Linked DNA regions of Zea mays: region 1 is linked to region 2. A link is a contact called in public Hi-C data. All regions are on one chromosome and are shown on one strand. Each heading gives the region's core, a stretch centred on a gene start, on an enhancer-like site or on the middle of the called end of the contact. The rest is flanking DNA. Distances are from core to core; before and after follow the strand shown.

The links. A called contact is a pair of places that touch in the nucleus more often than the background predicts.
Region 1: a Hi-C map of bundle sheath shows a contact between it and region 2, with 2.3 times the contacts expected there. The contact joins the enhancer-like site here to the promoter of LOC100282238 in region 2. A contact is called at or near these places in 3 of 25 Hi-C or Micro-C datasets (bundle sheath, ear and tassel).

The regions. Positions count from the first base shown.
Region 1 is chr9:131,866,406-131,873,324 of Zm-B73-REFERENCE-NAM-5.0, reverse strand. It overlaps the pseudogene LOC103639101. Among protein-coding and RNA genes, the nearest start is that of LOC115032961, 10 kb to the left of the region's middle. Within about 2 kb of position 1,689, at least 18 of the 20 cell types and tissues checked have an H3K27ac peak or open chromatin away from gene starts, as enhancers often do. A contact at or near this core is called in bundle sheath, ear and tassel, where this site is marked.
Region 2 is chr9:131,715,942-131,722,710 of Zm-B73-REFERENCE-NAM-5.0, reverse strand. LOC100282238 (ubiquilin-1) reads right to left here and starts at 3,969. Exons shown (of 8, transcript NM_001155150.2): 1 at 3,396-3,969; 2 at 1-353. The coding sequence starts at 3,648.

The DNA.
Region 1 (6,919 bases), core at 440-2,939, 150 kb before region 2:
GGGTTATTCATGTGTTTGTATATGTTCTATGTGGCATTGCAGGGTGTTGTAGCTCATAGATGACAATCCAGATCAAGTCAAGTCGACTTGATGGTTTGTAGTTCAACATCGACCTCAAACAGGTCAAAACGGGTAAAACTATGAAAAAATGTTAAGTATGCAAGATTTGAGTGTTTAAATATGCCGTATACATCTTTTACTACATGTTTGCTCTCTAATCCCGTCCCGTCACGAAGACGACAAATGATCACTAATAAGCTATAGCTTCATCTGTGCACCTGTCGTCCTGTGTCGTGTACTGTAACTGACAAGGGCATGCAACAAGCAGCTTTCCTGCACGCATATCGGTCGAGCTTTACATCAATCCTCCTGGTTGAGCGGATCTTTCCACGTAGCAAAACGCAACGGTTGGCTAATCCTCATGTGGATCAAAGAGTGATGCCCAGGGAACAGTATCATCATCGTCGCCATGTCCAGATCGTATCGATCGAGTTCGCGCCAAGCAAGGAATATGTATAAATACTATAATCAAAGTGTTCCAACATAACGTACGTAGTACCTACCTACTCCTGTATAGCCCAGTGCGTGGCCTGCGCACTTTCACTTTCTTTTTCGTCGTGATGGGCTGATGGCTAGCAAGCTGATGCATCATCGACGGCATGCCTGGACGAGCAGCAGCTACACTCTATAAATACCGTGCAATTGACGCCAAGCCACCATCATGCAGGGCAGGAGCAGGATACACCGATCGTTTTATTTGTTTTTGATCAGCCAAGGTCGGTATCGGTACGGTCTCCTCCTCCTCCTCCATGGCCTCCTCGGCGATGCTGCAGGTGTTCGGCCAGCCGGCGTCGACGGACGTGGCGCGGGTCATGGCGTGCCTCCTGGAGCGGCAGCTGGAGTTCGAGCTAGTCCGCACCGACACCTTCAAGCGCGGGCGCAATAATAAGCTCCCCGAGCTCGTCAAGATGAGGGCACGTTCACAATCCCCCCCCCCCCCCCCCCCCCCCCCAAGTTTCGATTCTGTCCCGGCCCTCGCTCCTTGATTTAATTTACTTTCATGCATGCTGGGTTGGATACATGCATGTATGATCGATGATGCAGGATCCCACCAGCGGCCATCAGGTGACGCTCAAGCACGGCGACATCACCCTCGGCGGTGAGTAATTAAGGGTGTTTTTGGTTGAATGTACAAAGAGAGATGGAATGAGGCGGCCACGTTTTCTATAGTGTTTGGTTGAGAGTCAAGTAGGGGCAAGGTGAACACCGGAGTGATTTTTAGAGGCGGCGTGATCCCATAAAATCGAGGAGACGGTGGCGCCCCGACTCATCCTACTTTGACCTCAAACCTAACATAGCCTAACTAACCCTACCGTACCGACCACAAGATTCTGGACGCGCGCCAATGCAAGCTGCCAACTCAATCAGTCAATCCTGTGGCTGCAGATTCCAGGGACATATGCCGGTACGTGTGCACGGAGTTCCCGCGGTGGTGCACCAGGGACCTGTACGGCGCGGGCGCGCATCGAGCAGTGGCTGCAGGCGGAGGCGCACAGCTTCGACGCGCCGAGCTCGGCGCTGGTGCTCCACCTCGCCTTGTCGCCGGCCACCGCCGCCGAGAGCGAGCGGCAGCTGCTGCGCGTGCTGGACGTGTACGACGGCGCGCTGGGCCGGAGCGCGTACCTCGCGGGAGACGGCTTCACCCTGGCGGACCTGTCCCACCTCCCCAACGCGCACTGCCTCGCGTGCTCATCCCCCAGGGGCCGAGCCATTGGCAATTTTGCCATTATCATTTGTGGGCTTCGCCAGTATGCCATCGGACCCACAAATCATAGACACAGACGGTCCCACCAGTCATAGACACGGGATGACATAATAACAAGCAGCCAAATTTGAGAGTGGCAAAACAGCAAATTTCTCCCAGGGGCCGCGCGCTGCTGGCGTCCAGGCCCAACGTGGCGCGCTGGTACGCGGCCATCTCGTCGCGCCCGTCGTGGAGGCAGGTCGTCGCGGCGCAGGCCCGGACCGCGCACTACTACCCCGCCGCGTTCGACCCGCCAGCGTCAGGCCACGCCGCCGTTTGACCGTCCTGCCTGCGCTTGTGTAAAACGTACTGTACTGTGCGCGTTTGCTAACGCTGTCGTGTTGGTATTTGGCTAGAATTAATAAGCGTGCACGAGCACGAATATAGTGTGTGGAGTCCTCGTTAACATGTATCCATCCATCATCTTAAATTTAAGAGAGTAAAATGTACGCAGTGCTCAGCCTCAGATCTCCAATCTATCGTGCTTGTCGAGTCGGAGTCGCATCCATAGCTAGCCTAGCCATCACAAAGTCCGTCCGCTGATAACGCTCATCACGTGCCAAATGCCATCGGCCATCGGCTTCGGACGGGATCGATGCATCCGGAGCATTGTGGATCGCGGTGGCCGGTGGGCTCTTTGCATCAAAAAGGCCCCGAAAAGTTGGAGAGTGACTCCCGTTCGAGGCACGTTGGGCCGGTGGACCCAACCACCACGAAGCAATAGAGAAGGGATATCATCGGCATCGAGGCCTCTTTATGCGCCCACCACCACCTGAGAGAGTGGCAGACTAGTATATACTAAATAATTTTAGACGATATTCTTGTACAACTAACTAGTATATACTAAATAAACTGTTGCTTTTGCACTTTATAACTTGTCTCTATGTAATAACAGATTATTTTTTTGTATCTTTGTTTAAAATAATTATTAATTACCTTTATGTCAAAACAGACCGAATTTTTTGTTTTTTAGCCCCTTCCGAGTCAAAAATTTACGTTTGGACCCCCAGAAATTTTATTTGCACGTTTGGACCCGAAGCTCGGCGCCACAGGCTATGGCGCCGAGGTAACACAGCTCGGCGCCATAGCCTATGGCACCGAGCTTCATGACGTGGCAGTCCCGCGTGGCACCTAGCTCGGCGCCACAGATCTTGGCGTCGAGCTAGGAAAAACCCGCAAACTGCCTTCTCTTTGCGCGTTTCTTCTCTTCTCGGCTCATTCCAAACCACGCCGCCGCCGTCTACGAAATCGCCGCCGCCGCCCGCCCCAGCTCCGGCTCCGGATCGCCGCCCGCCCGCCTCCGCCCGAGCTCCGGCCCGCCCGCCCCTGCCCAGCTCGGGCTCGCCGCCGCGAGCTCCGCCCGAGCTCCGCCCGAGCTCCGCCGCCCGCCCACCCCGAGCTCGCCCGGAGCTCCGCCCGTAGCCGCCCGCCCCACGCAGGCCATTGTCGCCCCGAGCTCGCCCGCAGTGCACTGCCGACCAGTATTTTTTTTATTTCTTAGTTTGTAAACTAGTAGTAATTAGTTAGGTATCCACTTATTTATTGTTTAGTAAATAGTTAGATATTTTGTTGTTAGTGTTTATTAAAATAGTTAGCTAGTTTGTTGCGTAGTATATTGTTAGTGTTTAGTAAATTCTTAGTGATTATATAGTTACCATTTTGTTTAGCGTATTGATATTACTTGTTTTCTGTGTTGGCAACCGTCGTGTTGTCGTTTATTCGCAGGTTCTATAAACATCACTTTACAGGGGAGGTGCTGCCAAATTTTTTACTGACAATTGGTTTTTTTGTACGTAGGTGTTCGTCCGACTTAACCTTCTCCACCGTTAGCTGGACTCGTACGCGTTCTCAGGTATACATAGTTTTCGTACATTATTTATAGATTATGTAATTTCGTTTGATGTGTTCATTTAATATTTACTGTATAGTTATTAGTTAATATATATTTATTACTTAGTAAGTTAGTAGGCTTAAGTTATATAGCCATTATTGAGTTAGTAATCCATTTTTGCAATAGATGGACAGCCTAGTAACACTATACCATGGAGGAAGGGTGGAGATAGATGCTTATGGGAGTGTTACTTTTGATGGTATGAAGATCGTGACCATGTTGTTTGTTGAAAGACCATCTTTTGACCAGCTTTTGGCTCGAGCTTGTGAGGAGATTAGATGCGACATAAACGACCCTAGAATATCAATTCAGGGTTTGTTGTCCCATATTACATATGGAACAGTTGTCCGACGGTTGATCTCCATTACCTCAGAAGATGATTGGGTGATATATTTAAGAATTGTGAAGACGATGGTTCCACCATGTTTGGATGTGGTTGTTCAAAAGTTACCTGTTAGTCATTGCGAAGGTCCAGTCGGGTTATCTCCACAAATGCCAAATGCATCTCGTATTGAAGCTCCTTTGGTAGAGCTTCATGAAGAAGTCGTTGTTGTGCCCGATGCTCAATCGGGTCCGCACGAGTATGGGATTTCTCGTCCTATTCCTGGCGTTTGTGGGGCTTCTAATGCGGTGGTACCCCCCCAAGAGATCCCATTGACCCAGGATCCAGTTCACGATCATCCTAGTAAGTGTCTTCGACACATTGTTCGTATCCATCGTTATTTCGTTTGATTAGACTTTTTAATGTGGTTTTTCTTGCTCCGACCCGATGCAGGATCTCCACATATCGATAATGCTGCTTATTTTGATGTGCCTGTGTCATATAATATGGACAACATATGCAGGGCATCCAATAGTGTTGATGTTCAGATTGAGGATGAGGAGGAGCCATATGAGGCTGCATGGGCCTTAGATTCTGATGATGACCGTCCGGTTCAACAAATGACCGAGCAAGAAATTGAACTCATAAGACGTTTGTGTCCGGAGCGAGACCCTGCAGTACATGAATTTAGCAGTTTAAGTCATTCCACCCGTGCTTATGCTGAAGGACGTGACGATGAACTGCTAGAGGCTCCGGATAACGCCGACAGCATTGAGATTAAGGTTGGCTTACTTTTCAAGGATCTGCCTACACTGAGACGATGGCTACAGGAATATTCTGTGAACCGGAAGAGGCCGTTCAAGGTGAGACATTCGTATGCACAGCGTCGTTACACTGTTGTGTGCGAGGTGCCAGAATGTAATTGGAGGGTATGTGCCCGAAGGCAGAAGGACACCGGAAAGTTTAAGATCACCAAAATTGTAGGTCCACACACTTGTGCCCAGACAGAGCTGAGCTCTAAGCATCGTTAGTTGACATCTACCCTGATTGCGAAAAGGATATTGGGGATATTGAAGGGTCAGCCAAACTTGAAGGTGAAGTCAATTATGACCATGACTTCGGAGCTGTTTGGTTACAGGATCAAATATGGGAAAGCATGGAGGGCAAAGCAGCGAGCATGGAAGATGATATACTGTAACACCCCACTGATCCCACACAATGGATGATACCAAAAAAAACCTTTCTACAAGACTCATGCAACACATAGAGAAAGAAAGTACTGCAAAATCCGGCAGCACCTCCCTTGAAAGTAGCATAACAAGGGAAGCATATAGTTTATACAGGATATAAAAGAAAGATAATTGCCATAGTATAATCAAAATGCAACGGTAGAAAAAAACATTCATGACCAGACAAAAGATAGACATCTCAGCCCACCAAACTAAACAGTTCAACTACCATGAAAGATTAGAATGTAATAATTCCCTAGACTTGACCCTTCCTGTTTAACATCATTAATAAACAGTTATTCCTTTATTTAAAAGTGTGGTGGCCGTGCTGCTACATCCCTTCTTTCCCAAAGCAAAGATCAGGTGCCTGCATCAGACAATGCAAGAGTGAGATGACACATCTCAGCAAGTAAAAAAAACAAACAACAGTTGGACAATGCAAGCCAACCGTGCATAAGCAACCACATGGTTCCCCACTTCTTCCTTAAATATTAATTTGCAGCAAGTAAGCAAGTAATCAATTACTCAATGCCAAGATGAATTACAAAGTAAAGATCCACCTTATCCACATCACCAAAATAGGTTCCACACTTCACCCATGAATGCACATGGCTACAGATGCAACATGACTTCTGCCTTCATACCTCTAAGGATATGAAGCTGCATCATACCCCTTCTCGGGAAACATATGATGCTCATTTGTACCGGTACGGTCGGACCATAAGATCGCGACGAAAACTTCAATGCAATGGATGATGAATGCATTATGCATGTCAACAACATGAGTTCTTCCCAAATAAAATGTGCTAGACATATACTTCCACCCATTTCACATCAATAACCACATGGGTAACATGATCAAACCACACCCTCCACATGTATAATCAATAAAGCATAAATAATTTCAAACGATGGTACCCAATTAGGAAAATGGATACGAACACAAATAGCACAAACATAATCAAGTATGAGCCTCTTCAATCAAAAGACGAAATAACCATCACTGTTTTACTTGCCTTTACCGAAGTTAGGGCAAAATCCCTAAGAACGATCCGGAAGTCCACCACCTGTTTTTGACACCCAACTTAGTGCACCAAATTCTCATGAAAAAAAAACTCAAAGACAACACCGCACCTACGCGCAATCTCAAACCCCGCCACGGTAACAATTCTCCCCTCACTAACCAAACTGCAGCGGCGCTGCTTAACAAGTCCATAACTTAAAATTTAGGACAGCAGTGATAATAAACAAAAACTTCAGAGACAACTACATAAAATTCCCCACAAGTTTTATATACAACTCATGATTGAATTCTAACATCTACTTACCTCTAAACGGTCCTCAAAATAAACCCTGCAATCTGTTTTTTTCTGATTTGAGCAGCGACATACGCGGATTCAAACAGCGATAACTTTTAAAATATAATTCCGATTTGAGCGCATAAGTACTTGTTGGAAAGATAAGAAAAAGCCCTACATGATTCTCATACTGATTAACACTAATTACTCCCGAAACATCCCCAGAAACTGCTAACACTGCTGCTGTTCATCACTCTGAAAAATCTGTTTTCTGGACAGCCACATACCCGGATTCAAACGATGATAACTTTTAATTTATAACTCCAAATTGAGCGCATAAATACTCGTTGGAAAGATAAAACAAAGTTCTACAAG
Region 2 (6,769 bases), core at 2,720-5,219:
ATTCCGATCCATGATCTCGCGCATTTGTGGGTTGTTCATGATCATATTACGTATTAAATCAGGGTTATTCATGAGATTTTGCATTGCCGGCATATTCATTATCTCCCTCATCAAGTTGGGATTCTGGCTTAAATGTTGCTCAACTTGCTCTAATTCTGGAAATCCTGGCCTAAATATACCTGATGGCCTGTCATTTCCTGGAGCATCAACACCTGGAAATAGGCCTCCCAGGCCACCTGCAGGGCCACTACTAGGAGTAAATGAAGCAAGGGGGTTGGCAGCAGCAGGTGCACTGGATGCAGCTGGTGTGGCGACACCTCGCACCAAGTGAATTGTGTGATCCGTCTCAACGCCTACAATATAAGCATGTACAACTAAAATTTCTTAACAATTCCAGGATTTCAACCATAAATCGAAGACAAACAAAGACAAAGTTCATATACCTGATGTAAACAAAGCAAAAGAACACCCAATACGAAAACATACATAATTGACATATTTGCAAAAGAAAACAAACATCTTGAGTATTCCATATGTCTGTGTAGTAGCATTTATAAGATTGCAAAGAATGCTGGGCGCTAGGCAGGCATTATGCCACCGCCTAGCACCCAGAATGCTTAAATGTTGATTAAACACGCTTAAACGTTACATATTATTCATTAGTAAAATAATAATGAAAGAATAGTTGAGCCATTCCATGGAATCATGAGCACACTATACAATGAAAGGGCACATCTGCTCTCTCCCCTAACGAACTGCACAATATGGGCTGCAATTTATGGCCCATCCAACCCATCTACAAATCATGATACCCTATTCCCACTGTACAAAACAACAAAGCAGCCGCCGTCAATCACTCTTGTTCTCTCCTAATCTCATAGTCATCCTTCCTCCACGCACGTGGCTGGGTAGGACTGCGCCGGCGAGGGGCAGAAACACACGTGGGGTGCCTGGGTGGCACTACGCTGGCAGCTACAGAAAGGAGGCGCAAGGGGTGGCGAGGATCTTGTGCATGGTTCTCCATTGCCGCCAGAGCCACCGCCGCCACGAGGAACAACAAATTCCTTTAGGTAACTCTGTCCACCAGACCCTGCTTTCGGGTTCCCGCGCATGCTCCCAGACTCCCACTCCCTCATTTCTTTGCGCTCCCACTCCCTCCCGCTTTAGTCTGTCTGCCCATGCCGCTTGCTCCAGACCACCTACCCATGTCAAACGTTTAATTGGACGCCCAGGGCCTAAATGACACGCCGGGGCTCCAACTCACACTTAAACATGGGGCGCGCCTAGGCGTACAATTAATAACGCATTTTGGAACAATGAGCATTAAATATGAAGTTGCCGCTGCAAAGAACAAATACAATACAAATATACTAATATTAAATCTAAAGCACTAAAAGGTACAGCTTACTATCATTGAACAACAAAATCATTTAGTTGATAGTTCTCACAAGCTACATGATCAAAAGCAGACACAAGAGTGACTCAGGGATCTAACATTATGGGAGACAACACCTTGATTTAGCTCTATAAAATAGAGCTTGATCAAGCAATCAACTGCAAAGAAATATATCAGATATATATTGAAGTACACTGATTTTGGTTGCAAATGACTAGCAAACCGAGTAAATTTACTTTCACCACTGAAGCCATGGATTACATTTTCGTTTTATGATTTTCGAAAACAGTTTTGTTGACCAGGATTTGACTTCTATATTTTCAAATGCTAAACTGAAATATACAAAAATCCGGAGCGGTTTTTGGATTTCGGACCGGACCGGAAACGGTAAAATTTACCGGTTTTCAGTATTTCCCGGCCGAGAAATCCAACCGTCACTAAAGCCCCCAAAACATAGTGAATTAACATGTCAAGAAAAAACTAGGTAGGCATGAGACAAATTAAAGAAATGAACTTATAACAGTTATAACATCCAATTGATATTCTATCTGAAAATCACGTGCGCTCTAGCAAAAAATATGATATAGTATATCACTCAACATGCCAATTATAAGCTACTATGCCAAAATTGACATTAAACTTGACCACAAGTCCATCCAAAGGCTAACATACATGTTCACCTTAAAGACACATCTAGACATGCACAATGAACAGTATATAAGCTGACTTCATAACATTTGGAATTATATCAGAAGCCTATGAATACACATCTAGACATACACAATCAAGAATTAACAACAACAAAGCCTTTTATCTTAAGCAAGTTGGGGTTGGCTAGAGTAAAAAAACCAATAGAACCCACAAAGTCAAGGTTCAGTCACATGGATAGCTGTTTTCCATGCACTCCTATTCAAGGCTGAATCTTTGGATATATATCATCCTTTTAAGTCTCCTTTAAATGCCTCTTCCCAAGTCAACTCTGGTCTTTATCTTCCTCTCTTCTCATTGCTATCGCACCTTAGGATCCTACTGCGCACTAGCGCCTCTGAAGGTCTTCGTTGGACATATCCAAACCATCTCAACCGATGTTGGACAAGTTTTTCTTCAATTGGTGCTACCCTAGCCTATAACGTATATCATCATTCCAGACTCGATCCCTTCTTGTATGGCCACAAATCCAACGCAGCATACATATTTCCGTGATACTTATCATGTTGTCTTTTTATAGGTCAACATTCTGCACTATACAACAATACAACATATTGGGTCTAATCGTCGTCCTATAAAACTTGCCTTTTTAGCTTCTGTGGTACCCTCTTATCATATGGAACGCCAGATGCTTAACACCACTTCATCCACCCTACTTTCATATGGCTGACACCTTCGTCAATATCCTCGTCTCTCTGTAGCATTGAGCTTAAATACCTGAAGGTGTCCTTCCTAGGCACTACTTGACCTTCCAAACTAGCATCCCTGTCCTCATGTGTAGTGCTGAAATCACATCTCATATATTATGTTTTAGTTCTACTAACTCTAAAACATTTGGATTCTAGACATGCACAATCAACAGTATATAAAATGACTACATAACAATTGGAATTATATGAGAATTGTAACAAAGCTGTCTTCTACTTCAACTACTTCTAGACTGTAATTAATGCCATCGGTAATGTCATGATACAAACGTTACATGGTATAAGTTAACAGCATACGTTAGTCGAATCACACGTGCATCAGGTAATGACATAGCACAATATGTGGTAAATTACTACTAGCTAGCATGCACATGAAAGAAAAAACAAATGCAGAATCTAGCCACCTTCAATACACTACAGACACACAAACAGGCATGTCACCGACAGCACAAACCTAGCACAATTCACAACGGCACTGGCCCACCGCCGAATTGATGAACAGAATCGGACAATCCCACGCTACGACACCAAATCTGAAGGTACTTTACTCTACACTACAACCAGCGTTTCGGCGTGGCACGTACCATAGCTGTCTAGGGTTTGCTCGTCCTTGAGGATGCGGCCCTTGTAGATCAGGCGCTGCTGCGGTGCTGGCACGCCGCAGCTACCGGATAAGACCTCCTTGAACGCGCCCACCGTGGCGCCCAGGTCCGTCTGCACCGTGAACTTGGAGCCGTTCGCGCACCGGATGTGCAGCGTCGCCTCGACCGCTGCCGCCTCCACTGAGGCGGCGGGAGGGGATTCGCCGCTCCCTGCGCCCTCGCCTCCGCTTGCCATCGCCTCGAGACCTAGTTCTGATCCGGTCCGCGGCTCCGATTGGGGCTTGCCGTGTGCGCGTCAGCTGCGAGTTCTCGCTCTTTTTTCCTCCTGTTCCCTTGTGCAGTTGTGCTTGCAAGAGATTGGAAGAACTGAAAGTCTGACGAGGAATAGACACGGTTTGACGCGTGGGATTTAACGGCGGGGAGGGGCGCGGGGTAGAGGTGATGGACGGCCCGGATTCGCCGCGTGACGTGGAGGCTTGTGTCTCTGTGCGGTGGGGTCGAGGTGGCATATCATCAGAGGCATGAGGAAGGTTCTAGGCATATGCGAAGGCATAGGCTGGCTTTTAGCTACTGCTTTTGCTTTTAAAAATGTAAAAGGTAACTAAAAATAGAAGCAGAAGCAAACGGCTGCTTTTGCTTTAAAAAATGTAAAAGCATAGAAAAATAGAAACAAAAAGCAAGTTACTATTTTTTAGTAGTGTGGTTTTGAAAGTATTTAAATCTGTTTTTTTGTTTTTAAAATGGTGAACTGTTTTATACTTATTTAAAGTGGTATAGAGATAGAAGTTAGATTTTATACTTGGTTAAACCATAAATCTTATAGTTTTTGTACACTCTCAACAGTTTTTTACAGCGTAAAGCTTATGATAGTTTTTTAGAAGACACAAGAAAACAATAGCGTATAGGATTATCGAAATTCGAGAAGGTTCCTCTTTTCCTCGTTGAGAATGGGTGCATGTATGTCGTCTCAATTTTAAGGTCAAAATTGGATAAAGACTATATTTGTACCCAAAATACAATAAGAAGTCAACAAAGAGAGATAACCTAATAAGTGGGTGTTTGGTTTTTAGGGACTAATGTTTAGTCCCTACATTTTATTCTATTTTAGTACTTAAAATACTAAATACGGAAACTAAGACTCAATTTTAGTTTCTGTATTTGACAATATAGAAACTAAAATAGAATAAAATAAAGGACTAAAGATTAGTCCCTAGAAACCAAACACCACCTAAGTGCATTATTACATATGGGGCATTTGTGATCATACCTCTCATTGGTCTTGCATTTGTAATTTTACCTCTCATTTTTTAACCTAGACCCATTTATTTTAAAAACAAAGTTGTGTCATACCTTTGCACCGTTACGTGTAGTTAACAGTGTTAAATTTAATATGAAAGACAAAAATGTCTATGATTGTAATTTTACCCCTCGTTATATTATGCAATTATGATTTTTACACCTATTGGGTTGCGCCCGAACAGAATAGGAGGATGGTAGTTGAGACCCTTCACCCATTTCTTTTGATATTTTTTTATTTTTAACCACAAATTCTAATTTTCACTAACAATATTTGTGAGAGACTGAGAGAGGGATAAACGATAGCTTCGTTTTCAACATAGAGGGGTAAAATCACAAAGTTGGAAAACCAAGGGTGAATCACAATTGCAAGGCCAACGAATAATATAATCACAATTGTCTCTATTATGTAACGATTAAATGTTCATTACATGAACATAGTCTTTTACACCGCATAGCGGAATAATAGTTAGTATTCTCTCGGGATAGCCATTACACAAAGGAAATGTGAAACTGGTTAACTACAAGCCTGAAATTCCTCTGAAACTCAACATATTTGTCGTCATGGATAGAAACCAGGGTATGTAAACTACATGAAAAAGAGATTCGAGATATCGTGGGTGTAGGTGAGCGGTGCATTGAATCTAGGCACAACCAGGAACTATAACACAGATAATCTTAAAGAGGTTCAGACCACAAAATAGGTAATGTCCTACACCCTATTTGTGAACGATATGTATCATGGATACAAATGATTCATAAAGAAGAGTCTGCCTGGAAGGGCCTATGAGCTCGATAATAAGTCCAGGAGGGAGTCCATAGCCAGGAGATTTCTAAAAGCGTGGATATGTCAAGGATCTTAACTAAATAAGAGATAAACTTATAAATATAGAGTTGGACTCATTTCCAACTTAGTAACCAGCTCAATTTCAACATGAACTTGACAACTGACTTGGTGCCTACAATTTAACTGTTGTCCCTCCTTAGAATATAAAAGGATGGGCGGGGAACCCTTGAACATCAGAAGTTACAACAATAGAACTAACCCATACAAGACATAGTGTATTATCCTTTATATTTATTCTCACATAGTCACATATGGTTCTCACATTCATCTTTCTTCTTCTATCATCTCCTTCACTTCTCCTTGAACGGACTAGCGCCCAATGACGCACGCGACTGGTGGATATAGATACAGAAGGCGATCCCATTACATATGAGAAAGTAACGAGGAGTCAGAAATTCCATGTGGCTCTCTACCACGAAAGATGAATTAGAGTCCATGAAAATGAATCAAGTCTAAGACTTAGAAGTCATTCCTAAAGGAGCCAAAACAATAGGTTGTATGTGGGTCTATAAAACCAAGCATGACTCTAGAGGGAACATAGAAAGATATAAGGCTAGACTTGTGGCCAAAGGGTTCACACAAAGAGAAGACATTGATTATAATGAAACCTTCTCATCCGTCTCGATGAAAGATTCATTTAGAATAATCATGGCTCTAATGGCTCATTATGATCTAGAACTACATCAGATGGATGTTAAGACAACTTTCCTAAATAGGGAGTTAGAATAAGATGTTTTCATTGCACAACCAAAGGGTTTTGTTGTGCAGGGTAAAGAAAGTATGGGATGTCACTTAAGGAAGTCCATTTAAGGATTCAAGCGAGCTTCCAGATAGTGGTATCTCAAGTTTGATCAAACTATAAGAAAATGTGGTTTTGAGGAAAACATGGAAGACAACTGCATTTATGCAAAGTTTGAGAATGACTACAGCTTACTTGTCTTGTATGTCGATGACATATTGTTGGCTAATGGTGATAAGAATCTACTAGCGGAAACAAAAAAAGTTTATATCCTCGAACTTTGATATGAAAGATATGAGAGAAGCCTCCTATGTTCTTGGAATAGAAATTCACAGAGATAGAAAAAAGGGAGTATTAGGACTTTCATAGAAGACATATATAGAAAACGTACTAAAGAGGTACAATATGCACCAGTGTAAGGCTTCACCTAAACCAATAGACAAGTTCGAGATTCATCAGTGTCCCTAGAATCAT